2 separate regions of the Mus musculus genome follow, and region 1 is linked to region 2. Evidence: chromatin contacts called from public Hi-C data. All regions are on one chromosome and are shown on one strand. Each heading gives the region's core, a stretch centred on a gene start, on an enhancer-like site or on the middle of the called end of the contact. The rest is flanking DNA. Distances are from core to core; before and after follow the strand shown. Region 1 overlaps Gulp1 (GULP, engulfment adaptor PTB domain containing 1). Region 2 holds the start of Gulp1 (GULP, engulfment adaptor PTB domain containing 1).

Region 1 (6,922 bases), core at 2,377-4,876, 130 kb after region 2:
AACATGCTGTTCCAACAAAAAAGCAAAACAGTATAAAGCAGACCCTTTGCTAATAGAAAACTTAATAAAATCGCTTAAACTAAAACAAATTCCAAATCAGTAGTTAGACTTCTAGTCACAATTGAAGTTAGAGTTAAAAGTATGCATATTGGAAAGATAGTCAAAATAGCTCTGGAAGGGAAGTGAGCAACTATGTGTCATTGTGTTTTGTTTTTGTTTATTGTTTCTTTTCATTCAAAAAAGCCATTTACTTATAGAAAGGGACCTTAGAGTCAAATGGCATTTTGCCTTCCTATCTAGCACATGGGACAGTTTAATTAAATGGCATTCTGCCTTCTTCTCTAGTGCATAGGCCAGCTTCTGAGACTAATTCTCTCATTGTTCTGTTTGTTGATCTTTACTGTCTCCATCCAGGTCCTGGTGTGTCCCTGAGGTGCTACACCAGCAGCTGATCTTCCTGTCTTGCAAACTAAAATGATTTTTCAATAGTACAAATGTCAGGTAGATTGGACCAGAAGCTCTAGGCCTATTTTCCAGCACAGTGATTATAATTAACAATATATTATTTTCTTGAAAAATTCTAAGGGTGGTTGTAAAGTCTCATGAAAAGAAACAAAGAAACAAACAAAAACAAAGACTAGTCAAACCATAGGGTAGATTTTGTAAAATATATTATGAATGATAATTACATATGTTTTAATCCATCAATTTAAAGATTAAAAGGATAACAGAATCTTCATTACTACTGGAATAACATATATTGTATTGACAATTCATGGCCAAAGTGTTTTGATTGTAAAAGCTAACTCCGGAGTTAGCCACAAAAGAGTGACTTTTGATTTCTAGACCCACCTTCCCTCAGTGTTATGGCAGCTATCTATGACTACTCTACATGATTGGAATTTGTGTACAACCCAGACATATTGCATAACTAGCACATAACTGTTTTGGTCTGCTAAAAAAATGTCTGGAACAGTACTGTGAACATCACAAGCAGGTAATTTTGTAACTGAAATTCCATTTTTGTATCTTCCAAGACATAAAAGGTTCTCTATATTATCTGCTAGGATATAGATACATTTTACTAAGAGTATCCCAATCTGTGCTATCCATCAAAGATTTAATTTTACAGTCCTTTTAGGGGTCTAGTGTAACAATGAATGACAGGAATAATAGGATATGAAATAATTTCTAAACAGATCTTAAAAATTTTTTACCTAATTTTTGTGTTGCTACTTTTATAATTCTTCAATATCCTGATATTGCTGGATACTAAATTTCATTCTGCTATAACAACTATATCTACAACTCAATTATTCACTCTACACAATTTTTTTTAGTGAACAACAGATGTAGATGCATTGAAGAGGCTCTCACTAGAAATTCAAAGTGTGTATGGGAAATACAAACACATTTATAGAAGAAGCAAGGAAAATGCGAACAACACAATTTATTAAAAGACATTTCCTATACCTAAGCTTAGGCTTATGACTTGAAATGCTAAGTGAAATGATAGTTACCATAAGACTAACTTGTGAAGCATCATTGCTTTCTTGGTTAGTCATACAACACAGAGTGTGACACACAATGATAAAGCTAGAAAATTAAAGGTAGTATTTCTGCTACAAATTTTCCGAATGAGACTATGTTCTACTAATGCAAACTAATTCCCATTGCTGTTCTTAGGATCCAGAGACTTGGAGTCATGCCTGGAAAAATGCATCAGAAGCATTCTGTAAGATTAGAGACTACATGTATTATTGCTACATTATTAGAAAATTCAGTGAAATTTTAATTTTCTTGAATTTTAAAAGAGGCAGTTTTTAGTAGTAGCTCAAGTGGCAATTATAGACTTTATCCATTTTTACATTCATTCAAATATTTAAAAAAATGTTTGTTGCCTTTCCCTTTATCAGTTTCCATGTGTTTTTCTGATGCTCCACATTTATCTTTTAGCCAGTTCTAATAAGTCTTCCCAATGATCCGTACCTGTGGATTGCTTATTAATGTGTATGAGGTGATGGCTATACACACTAATAATGTACAAGATATGACGGTGCAGTATAACACACATCTTTTCCTGTTACCATGAACAATACTAAGAAAGGTATTTTGTAAACATGTTACATTCCTCTACGATAGCAGGTGTTTTAGCATTAGCAACTCATGCTGCCTTCTAAAGTGAATCTAGGAGCGTTCTATCAGACTTAATTTGTTTGTCTAATTATAATGTGTTGATGTTAATATGCAAGTTTAGAGCAGAAGATGGTATGGGGGCACAGCTATATGCTGTCCTCCACCCTGACCTGAGAATTTTCCTTAAGTTTTTAGGGACCTCAGCTTGAGTAAAGCCTGATTCTTGATCACACTAGAAAAAAGAATTTCAGACCAAACTAATGAGAAGTAGAATTAGAACTTAGTTAAGCTAAAGTAGAAGATGTTCAATAGAGCATGGATGTGGATTTCTCAAAGGAGATTCTGGTCTCATTGTCAAAATAATGTGTGTGTGTAGACCTTTATGGATCTTTTAGAATGTCATTGTTCTTTAAAATCTTAAGGAACCATTTTCTCTTTTATTTCTCTTTCCTGTGTGATGATTAAATTATAGGGTAGTTATGGAGGTATCTTGGATCTGATTTCAATTTGATGAAACCAGGTCCAAGTAGGTTCAGCAAGGCTTAAGGGTACATCATTGATGTTTCTGGCAAGATTCCTAGGAAAGGAAGGTTTGTAGCTGGAAAAGGAGGAAGGTGTTGAACAAGTGTTAATTGTTTCCGTTCCTGATTCCTAGCTGGTGAGAGTCTTCAGCCACACCTTAGGAATAGAGTTCTTCTTTCACTTCTGGTTCATGTGTCTTTATAATCCCCCTGCTTACATAATTTGACCTGCATGATTTATACCCTTCCTCCAATTGCTTGTTTGTGGTGAATAACATTTGAGCATCACATGTATAGCATAGCTAAATTGATAGAATACTTAATTTTTGTTGTTGTTGCTGCTGGTTTTGATACAAGTTCAATATATGCTAGTATGGCCTGCAAACCTACTGTGTAGCCAAAGACACTCTTGAACTTCTGGGCTTCTCACCTCCATCTCCAGAGTGCTAGGATTTACAGATGTGTACCACCAAAATTGAAAAGAGGACTTCACAGGCAGTAAACATGAACCTGAACTACTAAGTTTCATCCTCAGCTTAACCCTTCCTATTGAGATTTTTTCTAGCTGAAAATTGAACTAAGGAACCATTAGTGACCTTTACTAAGAAGGTAGTATAGTGTCAGATGATGAACTAATTCTTCCTACCTAAACTACTGTTTTTAACTCACATGAACATATATTATCTATGCATATTTATGCTCACTTCTATATTTTTCTGCAGCATTGAAACATTGCACCCAGTAAGTCAAGATGAGTCATTATTGCTTTCTTCAAGTTTCATTTATTTAGAATGTTTTCTGTAATGTAAAAGAAAAAGAGGACATTGGAGCAGACAGCTCCTGCTTTCTGTTAGTAACTGCTCTTAGACAATAAAGTACAGAAAGTTTTTGATAGGCCACAGCAAGGGGTGCCACAGAGACCAAGGTTTGTGCTTCAGGAGCCTAGTCATTGCCACTCAGTACAGCTCTCTGAGCTGGCACCATCTGCCTCACAGCTGAAAATAATTAAATGTCACAAATAACAGGCCTCCCCACTTTCTGGCTTTCGCTAAGCAAGTCTAAAGTTTACTGGCACCGTTGGGCAGATTCCTCAGTTAGTAATGTAGAACAAGCTGCCAGTTAACCTGCAAAGCCGAGTGATTCCTTAGGTTAGAACACAGGCCCATGGATATTTAAATTATTAATAATATATTTCAACTGGGGATTTCTTAATTTTTTCTAAAGAGCTAGTTTTCTACTGAATTTTATTAGCAATTACCACCGAACACCAACTTGACATATACCAGAGAAAGACACACTGTTGCTTTGTTTTACCTGGCCTGTGTTGGCAAAAAAAAAAAAAAAAAATGATCAAAGCCGTGCTTAAGAACTCAGTCACTATGTTAGTCTGCTGAGTGAGCACATTTGTGCAGTGTTAAAGGAATGAGCTCTGGCTGGGTATTGCAGCATATGGTTTGCATTATGAGAGCAGGATCATAAAATAAAATGAAAGGACAAGCATAACATTGGAAACGTAAAAGAACACAGTATTTGTTTTTCTTTAAAAGAAGAGTTGTGCTTTTTTCCTTCTATCAAAACAGGATTTCTTTGAGATGGTGCCTGTACTGTGTTTCAGTATCCTGATGGCTTAAGAATTTAATACATATTTTCCAGCTCATAAAATGTATTTGGACCAATCTTTAGATAATTGAAAAATGCTAATTTTACTCATGTCCAAGTAGATCAAGGAACTCCACCTAAAACTAGGCACACTGAATCTAATAGAAGAGAAAATGGGGAAGAGCCTCGAACACATAGGTATAGGGGAAAATTTCCTGAACAGAATACAAAGCTTCTGTAAGGCGAAGGACACTGTCAATAGGACAAAATGGCAACCAACAGATTGGGAAAAGGTCTCTACCAATCCTATATCTGATAGAGGGCTAATATCCAATATATACAAAGCACTCAAGAAGTTAGACTCCAGAGAACCAAATAATCCTATTTAAAATCCTAAACAAAGAATTCTCAACTGAGGACACTCAAATGACTGAGAAGCACCTAAAGAAACATTCAATGTCCTTAGTCATGAGGGAAACGCAAATCAAAATGACCCTGAGATTTCCACTTCACACCAGTCAGAATGGCTAAGAACAAAACTCGGGTGTCAGCAGATGCTGGCGAGGATTTGGAGAAGAGGAACACTCCTCCATTGCTGGTGGGATTGCAAGCTCTACAACCACTCTGAAATCAGTGTGGCAGTTCCTCAGAAAATTGGACAGTACTACCTGAGGACCCAGCAATACCACTCCTGGGCATATACCCAAAAGATGCTCCAACATGTAATAAGGACACATGCTACACTCTGTTCATAGCAGTCATATTGATGGTATCCAGAAAATAGAAACAACCCAGATGTCCCTCAACAGAGGAATGGATACAGAAAATGTGGTGCATTTATACAACGGAATACTACTCACCTGCTAAAAACAATGACTTCATGAAATTCTCAGGAAAATAGATGGATGTAGAAAATATCATCCTGAGTAAGGTAACTCAGTCACAAAAGAACACACATGATATGTACTCACTGGTAAGTGGTTATTAGGCAAAGAGCATGGAATACCCATGATACAAGTCACAGACCACATGAAGCTCAAGAGGAAAGAAGACCAAAGAGAAGTGGATGCTTCTGTCCTTCTTACAAGGGAGAACAAAATAATCTTGGGAAGTAGAGGGTGGGAGGGCCTTGTGAGGAAGAGAAGGGGGGGGGAGAGAAAGAGAGGCAGAATTAGGTATGGGAGGAGATGGAGGAGATGTACAGAGGGTCACGAAATGAAACAGAGGTGTGTAGCAATAGAGGATGGGGAACTTGGGGTAACAACCAGAATGTCCCAGATTCCAGGAAAGCAAGAACATTCCAGAACCCATCGGGGCTGACATTAGCTGAAAATACCCCACAAAGGGGAGGGGGAACTTGTCCAGACCATATCCAGAGGTTAGGCATGTCCCCTGGTAGAGGAATGTGGTCACCCACCCTTCTCCAAAATTTCAACGCAGAATTTCTCCTGTTCAATGGAAATACAGTGACAAAGAGTGGAACAGAGACTGGAGGAAAGGGCATCCAGAGCCTGGCCTACCTGGGAATCCATTCCATAAGCAGACACCAAACCCAGACATTATTGCTGCCAAGAAATTCTTGCTAACAGAAGCCTGATACAGCTGTCTTCTGAGAGGCTCTGCCAGATCCTGACCAATACAGATGCAGATGCTCATAGCCAACCATTAGACTGAGCACAGAGACCCCAATGGAGGAGTTAGGGGAGAGACTGAAGGAGCTGAAGGGGCCTTACCTGGCATCAGTGGGAGGGGAGGTCCTTGGTCCTGTGAAGGTTTGATACCCCAGTGTAGAGAAATGCGAGTGAGGTGTGGCAGGAGTGGGTGGGTGGGTGGTGGGGAGCACCCTCATAGAAGCTGAGAAAGTGGGGAAGTGATAGGGAGTTTGCAGAGCAGAACCAGGAAAGGGGATAACATTTGAAATGTAAATAAGTAAAATATCTAATTAAAAGTGCTTATTTTAATTTGAACCCTTTATATAGTTATCATTCTCTTTATTACTATTATAATTACAAATACATTGCTTTAAGGTGTATTTGCTTCTCCTTTCTAAACAAATTCATTGGGAATTTATATCTTAAGCCATCTTCACAGTTTACTCTTACCCGAGTGCTGTGCTGGAGTAAACTATGAGAAAATAGAACATATTTTCAGTTGTATCGATGCAATTTGTATATAACTTGTTTAGTTTTCATGTATTAGGAGAATGCGTCTGTGATATTCATACAGTAAATTAATGTTCTAGTTTAAAAGCTAGCATTGGGTTAGGCAGATAGCTCAGTGAGTAAAGTCCTTGCTGTACAATCATGAGAACGCAAGTTTAAATCTTCAGGGCTCACTTAAAGTTCGGTGTGCATGCATGCTTTGTTAATCCTCGTATAGCCATGTGAGCCAAAGTCAAAAGAATGTCTGAATCCCAGCCCAGAAACCTTCATGTATACAACATACGTACATGTATTCAAATAGACCTGTCTCAAACAATGTGGAAGATGATGACTGACACTGGAAATTGTCCTCTGACCTACACATATATGCTGTGTTACCCACATACCTGAACTTATACATGTAAACATGCCTATGCTACCCTTGATCTTAGCCAAAAGGCACAGAAGTGATAAGCATGCATATGCACACACATACATACACCCAAAATGACAATGAACAGTAAA
Region 2 (6,843 bases), core at 3,985-6,484:
GTGCAGACGAAGGGCTGACAATGAGCATTCCTGATGGTAAGAACATAGATGTGATTTACTTCTTCTTTTGCATGTGACCCTATTAATATTTTCATAAAAAATGTTTCATCTTTCATCAGGAAGACCAAAATAAATTACTTCTTTTAGAAAGTGGGTTAACCCAGGCTGGCCTCGAACTCCAGATCCTCCTGCCTCTGCCTCCTTCAGCAAATCCTACCGGCCTGCACCACCAGAGCTGGCAAGAAGTGGGAGTGGGTGGGTAGGGGAGCAGGGCAGGGGGAGGGTACAGGGAACTTTTGGGATAGCATTTGAAATGTAAATAAATAAAATATCTAATAAAAAAGTAAAAAAAAAAAGTGGGTTAACGTGGCAGATAAATGCCTGTTAACTCTGGAGTCAGACTGTCCCTAGGAATCAAAAGGATATTTGGCCATTGCTATCTTTAAGATAGGTTTCTTGTTTCAGTTGAGAATGAGTCTGAGACTTTAATTCCACCATGGTGTTTATTTCCTTTCAGAAAGAATTATGTTACTTTATAGAATGCATTTTCAGGAATGTAGTGCTAAATAATTAGCTATATTTTGTTTTGTTTTATTGTAAAAGGGCATTTGTTAATTCAAAATAACAGGCAATTTTCAACTTAATGTTCTCTTTTGCTTCTTTCCTCCTTCCTTCCTTTGTCCCTCCCTCCCTCCTTTCCTTCTTAGACAGGATCTCCATGTATCTCAGGATGAATCTCCATGTACCTCAGGCTGGCTGCAAACTTATTGCATTAGATATTTTTTCTCATTATTTTTACAAAATACTTAACAAAAGCAACTCAAAGAAAGAGTTTCTTTTACTCCCATTTTGAGACTACAGTCACTCGTGGAAGTGAAGACGCGGAGGCTGCAGCAGCATGACAAGTAGGATGATCAAGTCGCATCCTTAGTCAGGAAACTGATGGACTAACTAGCTGGTGCTCAGCTTCTTTTCTCTCTGTTTCCCTTTGTATGGAATCAGGCGCTCCTGGAAGGGTGTGAGTTTGGAGAAGATCTTCAACCTCAGTTAAGTCTGCTTAGAAATGTCCTCACAGACAAACCCAGAAGTTTGGTTTCTAGATGGTTGTAAATCCTGTCAAAGTGTAATTGTCAGGAATTACCTTGCTGAAACTACAGGGGTGTGGCATCACCTCCAGGAGCAACAAAAGTCAGTCAGTTTTATTCTTACTCAAACAAGAGGAACTGCAAATTGGCCTGAGCAGGAACATTACTTTTTTTTTTAATATTTTTTATTATTATGTATTTTCCTCAATTACATTTAGAATGCTATCCCAAAAGTCCCCCATACCCTCCCCCCCCACTTACTTTTAAAATTAATAGAAGGCTGCTCATTTTTATGAGCATATTTTATATTTTATATATTTTATCTTTATCCAGCATGATAAATAGTAAGTATTTTCAAATGTAACTTTGAGGAAATTCAATGTGCACTGTCTAGTGGTTATACCCTGACAGTTTTCCATAACCTTTTCCCCTTGGCGTCTTCCTTCTCATAAGTCTGATTTTAAATTTTGTTCGGTTTTGGTTTAGTGCTGATAAAAACCTTGGTTCTAACATCCTTGGGATCTTTATACCTCCAAGCCATTTCCTAAAGAAGTTCAGTTTGAAAGTTAGACAATGAACATAACTTACACAAGAGCTAATTTAGAGACTTTAAGTTTTCTGAGAAACTACAAAAGCATACACTGATGCGCATTATGTGCAATGTCTGGAAAGAGGCAGCTGCGGAGACTCGTGTGTTTTCAAGTATCCATCCAACACTGAATATACTTTGTAGTAATAATTTGTTTTCTGTGTAGTAACTTTGACCTGTCATAGATAGGGAACACAGATCTAAATAAAGAACGAACTCAGATCTTCAGGAAATGGTTTTAATCAGGCAATGAGGACAAGGCTGCAAAGGAGACTCTTACTGAGAGGGGAACACCGGGTTGTAGCTCCGAGAACCCAGGCCTTAGCTCTCCAAAGGCAGACCAGTTTCACCATGGAGTTTAGTGAGAAAGGGGTTAAAAGTCCTTTTAAAAGCTAGTAGAGGCAAATGAACAGCTAAAAGAACATGCTCTCCAGTAGTTTGTAGACTGGAGTTTATAATGTTCATCTCTGTAATCAGATACTTTCTTTTGGTCCTATATTTAAGAAGAGTTGTTAATTGAAAAAGATCTGCTGTTTCTTAATCTAGTATATTCTTGGGAGTCTAGTATTCTATGCTAGACTAGACTCTATGGAGTCTAGTATTCTAGTATTCTAGAATCTTTTACAACTGCATTAAAATACCCAGTATTTACAGGTATTCTTAGGTGATAGCTATACTGATAAAATCATTATGCAAATGGCATTGCTTAATTACCCATAATTATTCATGAATTATTTACGATTATTTACAGAAAAAACTACTATACTTGTTTTCAAGTGTTTTTGTTGTAATTTCCTTCCTTCCTTCCTTCCTTCCTTTCTTTCTTTTTTTTTTTTTTTTTTTTTTTTTTTTTTTTTTTTTTTTTTTTTTTTTTTTTTAGGGTTCTGTGTATCCCAAGCTTTCCTTTAACAAGTTATATGCCTAAGATAATGGTAAACTTCCTATTTCTATCTCCTGAGTGCTGGGTTCACTTGTGTGTGTCACCACATCTATTTTTATGGTGCACATTAGACAAGGAGCCAATAAAATGAGCTACATACTCATCCTCTCTGTTATAGTAATTTCAATGTATGCTTATTTATTTTGATAAAGGGGAAAGCAAGCAAGGAAAAAAGAAAGAAAGAAAGAAAGAAAGAAAGAAAGAAAGAAAGAAAGAAAGAAAAGAAACCCACGAGCCAAATTCACGCGATCTAAACGTGGAGTCAGGAAATCACCTAACATCTCTGACCTTCCTTTACCTTAGGTTCCAAACAAAGGAGTTTGCTTAGACTACATGATCTCCACATTGTTTCTGTTGGAAATACTGAGAGGTTGGGTCTTTTTAATGCAACAAGTATCCGAAAAGGCTCACTCACTTATAAAATGTTTGGAGAGGAATTTCCACTAGCATATCCTGTCTCTTCAAATTACAGCAAAATATGATGGAATGTTTAAGAACCTTTTTTTTTTTTCTGTCTTCTTTCTCTAAAACTCGTCTATTTTAACCCCTGTACACTTGACTGCCATAAACTATAAATAACACCTAAGTCTTTTCTCCTATTGTAATTGGATAGGTAACAAGAGTGTCCTGGAAAAGAGAAAGAGTAAGAAAGGGGTCTGAAATGGATTTCGGTCCCTCTGCTGCCTCTGCCCTGGCTTGGACTACATCATGTTCCAAAGCACATCGATATTTACGCATGTTAGCCGTGTAAACCGCTTTATATCTTTCCCCTTTATTTTTACATCCGAACTAAAATTGGGACAGCTAAATTTTAAGGATTATCTTCCCAGAAAGGTTCTCAGCGGTCCTCTCACGCTCCAAGATTCTCTCTTATGAGGATGTGTTCTTCTTCTTTTCCCAGTCAGAAGTTTACCAGGCTCATTTAAGAATAGTTTGCTGTGGCTGGGTGTGGTGGCGCATGCCTTTAATCCCAGCACTTGGGAGACAGAGAGAGGCGAATTTCTGAGTTCAAGTTCGAGGCCAGCCTGGTCTACAGAAAAAAAGGAATGGTTTGCTGTTTTCCTCTCAACTCCACACCATTTCTGTTCTGAATTCTGAGGTAAGCACAGAAAGATTGCTAATAAGTAGAATGTGGCTGTCGAGAAAGTTGTCCTATTATTTTGGAGGGAGGGTGTTGGAGTAGGGGGATGTAGGGTTGTGGGTCCCAAGTCCACTCCACTACAGGGCACCGGCGCTTGGGAATCTTGACAGGACTTACCCCACACTGTCCCTGGGTGGGTGTTGGGCTGCAGGGAAGCCACGGGACTCTGCTCCGGGGGTGGGGAAGCACAGCCTGAGGTGCAGGACAGCCAGAGCTGGCTTGGAGCTCCCCAGGCCTGTGATAAGACCTGGTCTTCTGGTTCTCAGGCTCTTGGACATCCAGGTGCGGCTGGAAGCTGAGGAAGAGCTGAAAGCAGAGTGGGGGCCCGAGGGTTGGATCTAGCCCAGGGCCAGGGTGGGGGAAAGAAGGGAGGAGCTCTGGCTGGTCTCAGGGGAGAGTCCTTGGCTTGAGTTTAGCTTGGGCTTGGGTCCTGGCTGGGAGCACAGAGAGGCCTTCTATGGAAGATTACACAGTGGCTCTGTAGACAAAGGTCATCTCCGTGTCTCCCTGCGGCAGATCCTGAAGAAAAGAGGCAGTCCTTGGTTTTAAGGCATTTATTGTCATGGCAGAAAGTGGATGTGTAAAACCATACCCCCCTTCTCAGGGTGGGCCTGAGATTAAATACCTTTTACAGGGAGAGTACCTCATTAAAATAGAGATTAGATTTGAGCCTATGTGACCACAGGTCATATCCTCTACCTGTGGAGGGGCTTGGGGAGTTGCGCTTATGTAACTGATGACCACAAATCTATGGAGGATGGAGGTGGGGCTACAGCTAGTGACAGAGGCCTGGTGTCCAGGAGCAGGCAAAAACTCCTACTGTCCCTTCATGGTCTCCTGGGCATTTAGCCTTAGCTCAACCAGGGACCAGCTACCTTTCACCGCCCCACGGGGGGGAGGGGTAACGTGCAAAGATTCAGACAGAGTTTAAAAGAGAAAGAAAGAAAGAAAGAAAGAAAGAAAGAAAGAAAGGAAGGAAGAAAGAAAGAAAGAAAGAAGAGAAGAGAAGAGAAGAGAAGAGAAGAGAAGAGAAGAGAAGAGAAGAGAAGAAAAGAAAAAAGAAAAGAAAAAGTCTAGTCCCTGCAGCTGCGTTTCACGAGGCTGTGGAGAGCCCTCCTCACTTATATTTATGCCCTTTCTGTGTCACTTTCTTTTTTGTTAAACCTCAGAGGTGTTTTAAATTCTTACCAAACAGCATCTGTGGGAGGAGGTTTAAAAGGAAACCTGGAGCTGTGGAAGTGGGGCGGGGCCGGTGTTTTCTCTCCGTCTGAAATAAGAATGGACAGCTTCTTCTGGAAACCGGTTTCTTTCTGTCTTACTCCCTAACCTCTCCAGGTCTGCCTTTAAAAGCAGGACAGTTCTGCATTACTGCAGAAAACCCCACCAGCGTCCCTAGTGCGCACACAGAGCCGGAGTTTTCTTCTGGCCGAGAGGGGGAGCCCGGCGATCCTAGCCCTCAGCAACCGGGAGTCCCGACCCAGCCCCTGCCGTCGCCAGCACCAGTTTGGGCTTCAGCGGATTAGAAGGAGGGAGAGGACCAGAGCCCTAGGGTCCGGAGCCCAGTGCCTTTCGAACCTGCACAAAGTTTTCCTGTGGGATACGAACACGCGATCGTGGGCCACGGTTCCCGGAGCTCCTGTGCCTGCCCCAGCCCTGCGACCGCATCCCTCTACAAGCCAGGGTAGGAAGCGGGAGCGTCTCTGGTCCGGCCAGCTATGGCCAGGTGGCGCGGAACCAGGAACAGACCCCGAGAGGAAAGCGCAGTTAGCAGGAGGGTGAGGAGGGCACCGGGCTGCGACCGCTTATAGGTTGCGCAGATTCCGACCCCGAGGGCACAGGGAGTCTGTGGGCACTGAAAGAGGGACCTGTTGCTGCAGGCGGGGGCAGTGAGGGAGGAAGATGGGGCCACCCAGGGACGCCAGCCCTGTGCCTTCCCGCCGCATCCTCCCCTCGACCCAAGGAGGAACTTCTGGGCGAGGTGGGGGCTAGCAGGCGTCGGGAGCAAGCGGTGGGGGGACGCTGGACCATCCCGCCCGCTGCGGGTGCATGGAACAGAGGCTGCTCAGCAAAAGGAGGCATCGCTGGGTCAACTAGGCGACCCGAGAGCCAACTTCCTCCAGCTTGGTCTCGCTTTGTTTGGGTCGCTGTAAAAATGTGGGCAGCGGCAGGGGAGGCGGCAAGGAGCTTGTGACTGGGCCGCAGATACTTTAAAGCCCTACGTGGGTAGGGCCCCCACTCTCGGGCGGTGTCCATGCGGCTGCCCTTTGGCTAGGCCGGTCAGATCCCCGCTTCTGCGGGCGTTATGTTAGTGGGACTCAGCTTGCCAAGCTTGCTTGCTCTGGTCCACCTCCTGGTGGTGGCCCAACTGGCTCTCTATCCTGGGGCTGCTGGGCTGATTTCCCTGTTTGCAGGAGGGAACTCTGGGCAGTCTAGTTTTCTTGGAATGTGTTTACAATGTAGAATGGGACTTGAACAGGAAGCTGAACGCTGCAGCTAGAAATAGCGTGCCAAGGTAGAGTGAGGGAGATACAGCTGCTGTTGGGGAAACTCTCAAGTGTGGGCTGGCAGTCAAGGAACACCCCTACCTCACCCCGACACACACACACACACACACACACACACGCACACGCACACACACACACACAGCGTCTTAGTTTTTCTTGATGGAGCTTGTCTTTGTTAATAGACATTTACGTGCGATATTTCAGTCTGTTTGACAACATAATATCAATTAGGAAGATTTAATAACTGTGTATTCTGTCTGCTTTTAAAAATGCTGCACCAACATTTAAGAATGAAAACTTTCTAGACTCTGTCAATTCTATTAATTCTAGGGCTTGCAGAGGCCAGGATACCTATGATTTTATGTAGTCCATATGGCTGAACAGGTCGTAAAAGAGTACGAATTAGAAAACAGAGTAAACGATGAGAGGTGGAAAATCCTGAAAGGAATTGGATTTTTTTTTTCAGTTTTGCAAATTGCCTGGTTGCTCTGCCAGCCTTTCCCTCCTTCTTCCTCATAATCAAATAGCTAGAAATTGCTAGAAAACCCACCGAATGGGAGAGTTTGGACGCTGGTGTCTGCAAG

What was found. A called contact is a pair of places that touch in the nucleus more often than the background predicts.
Region 1: a contact with region 2 is called in a Hi-C map of uterus, with 3 times the contacts expected there. The contact joins the enhancer-like site here to the promoter of Gulp1 in region 2. A contact is called at or near these places in 4 of 39 promoter capture datasets (the 3T3-L1 cell line, 3T3-L1-derived adipocytes and liver), 8 of 484 Hi-C or Micro-C datasets (adipose-derived mesenchymal stem cells, frontal cortex, nephron progenitors and 1 more), 2 of 115 datasets of contacts at active chromatin or transcription factors (embryonic limb bud and fibro-adipogenic progenitors) and 3 of 9 other capture datasets (adipose tissue, liver and pancreatic islet).

What each region holds. Positions count from the first base shown.
Region 1 is chr1:44,675,510-44,682,431 of GRCm38.p6, forward strand. The region is part of intron 1 of Gulp1 (GULP, engulfment adaptor PTB domain containing 1); the gene reads left to right. Among named protein-coding and RNA genes, the nearest start is that of 4930521E06Rik, 66 kb to the right of the region's middle. Within about 2 kb of position 3,627, at least 41 of the 459 cell types and tissues checked have an H3K27ac peak or open chromatin away from gene starts, as enhancers often do. A contact at or near this core is called in embryonic limb bud and uterus, where this site is marked.
Region 2 is chr1:44,546,437-44,553,279 of GRCm38.p6, forward strand. Gulp1 (GULP, engulfment adaptor PTB domain containing 1) reads left to right here and starts at 5,235. Exons shown (of 11, transcript NM_028450.3): 1 at 5,235-5,436. It overlaps Gm39635 (a long non-coding RNA gene), which reads right to left and starts at 5,021. Exons shown (of 3, transcript XR_865406.1): 1 at 4,944-5,021; 2 at 3,873-4,274.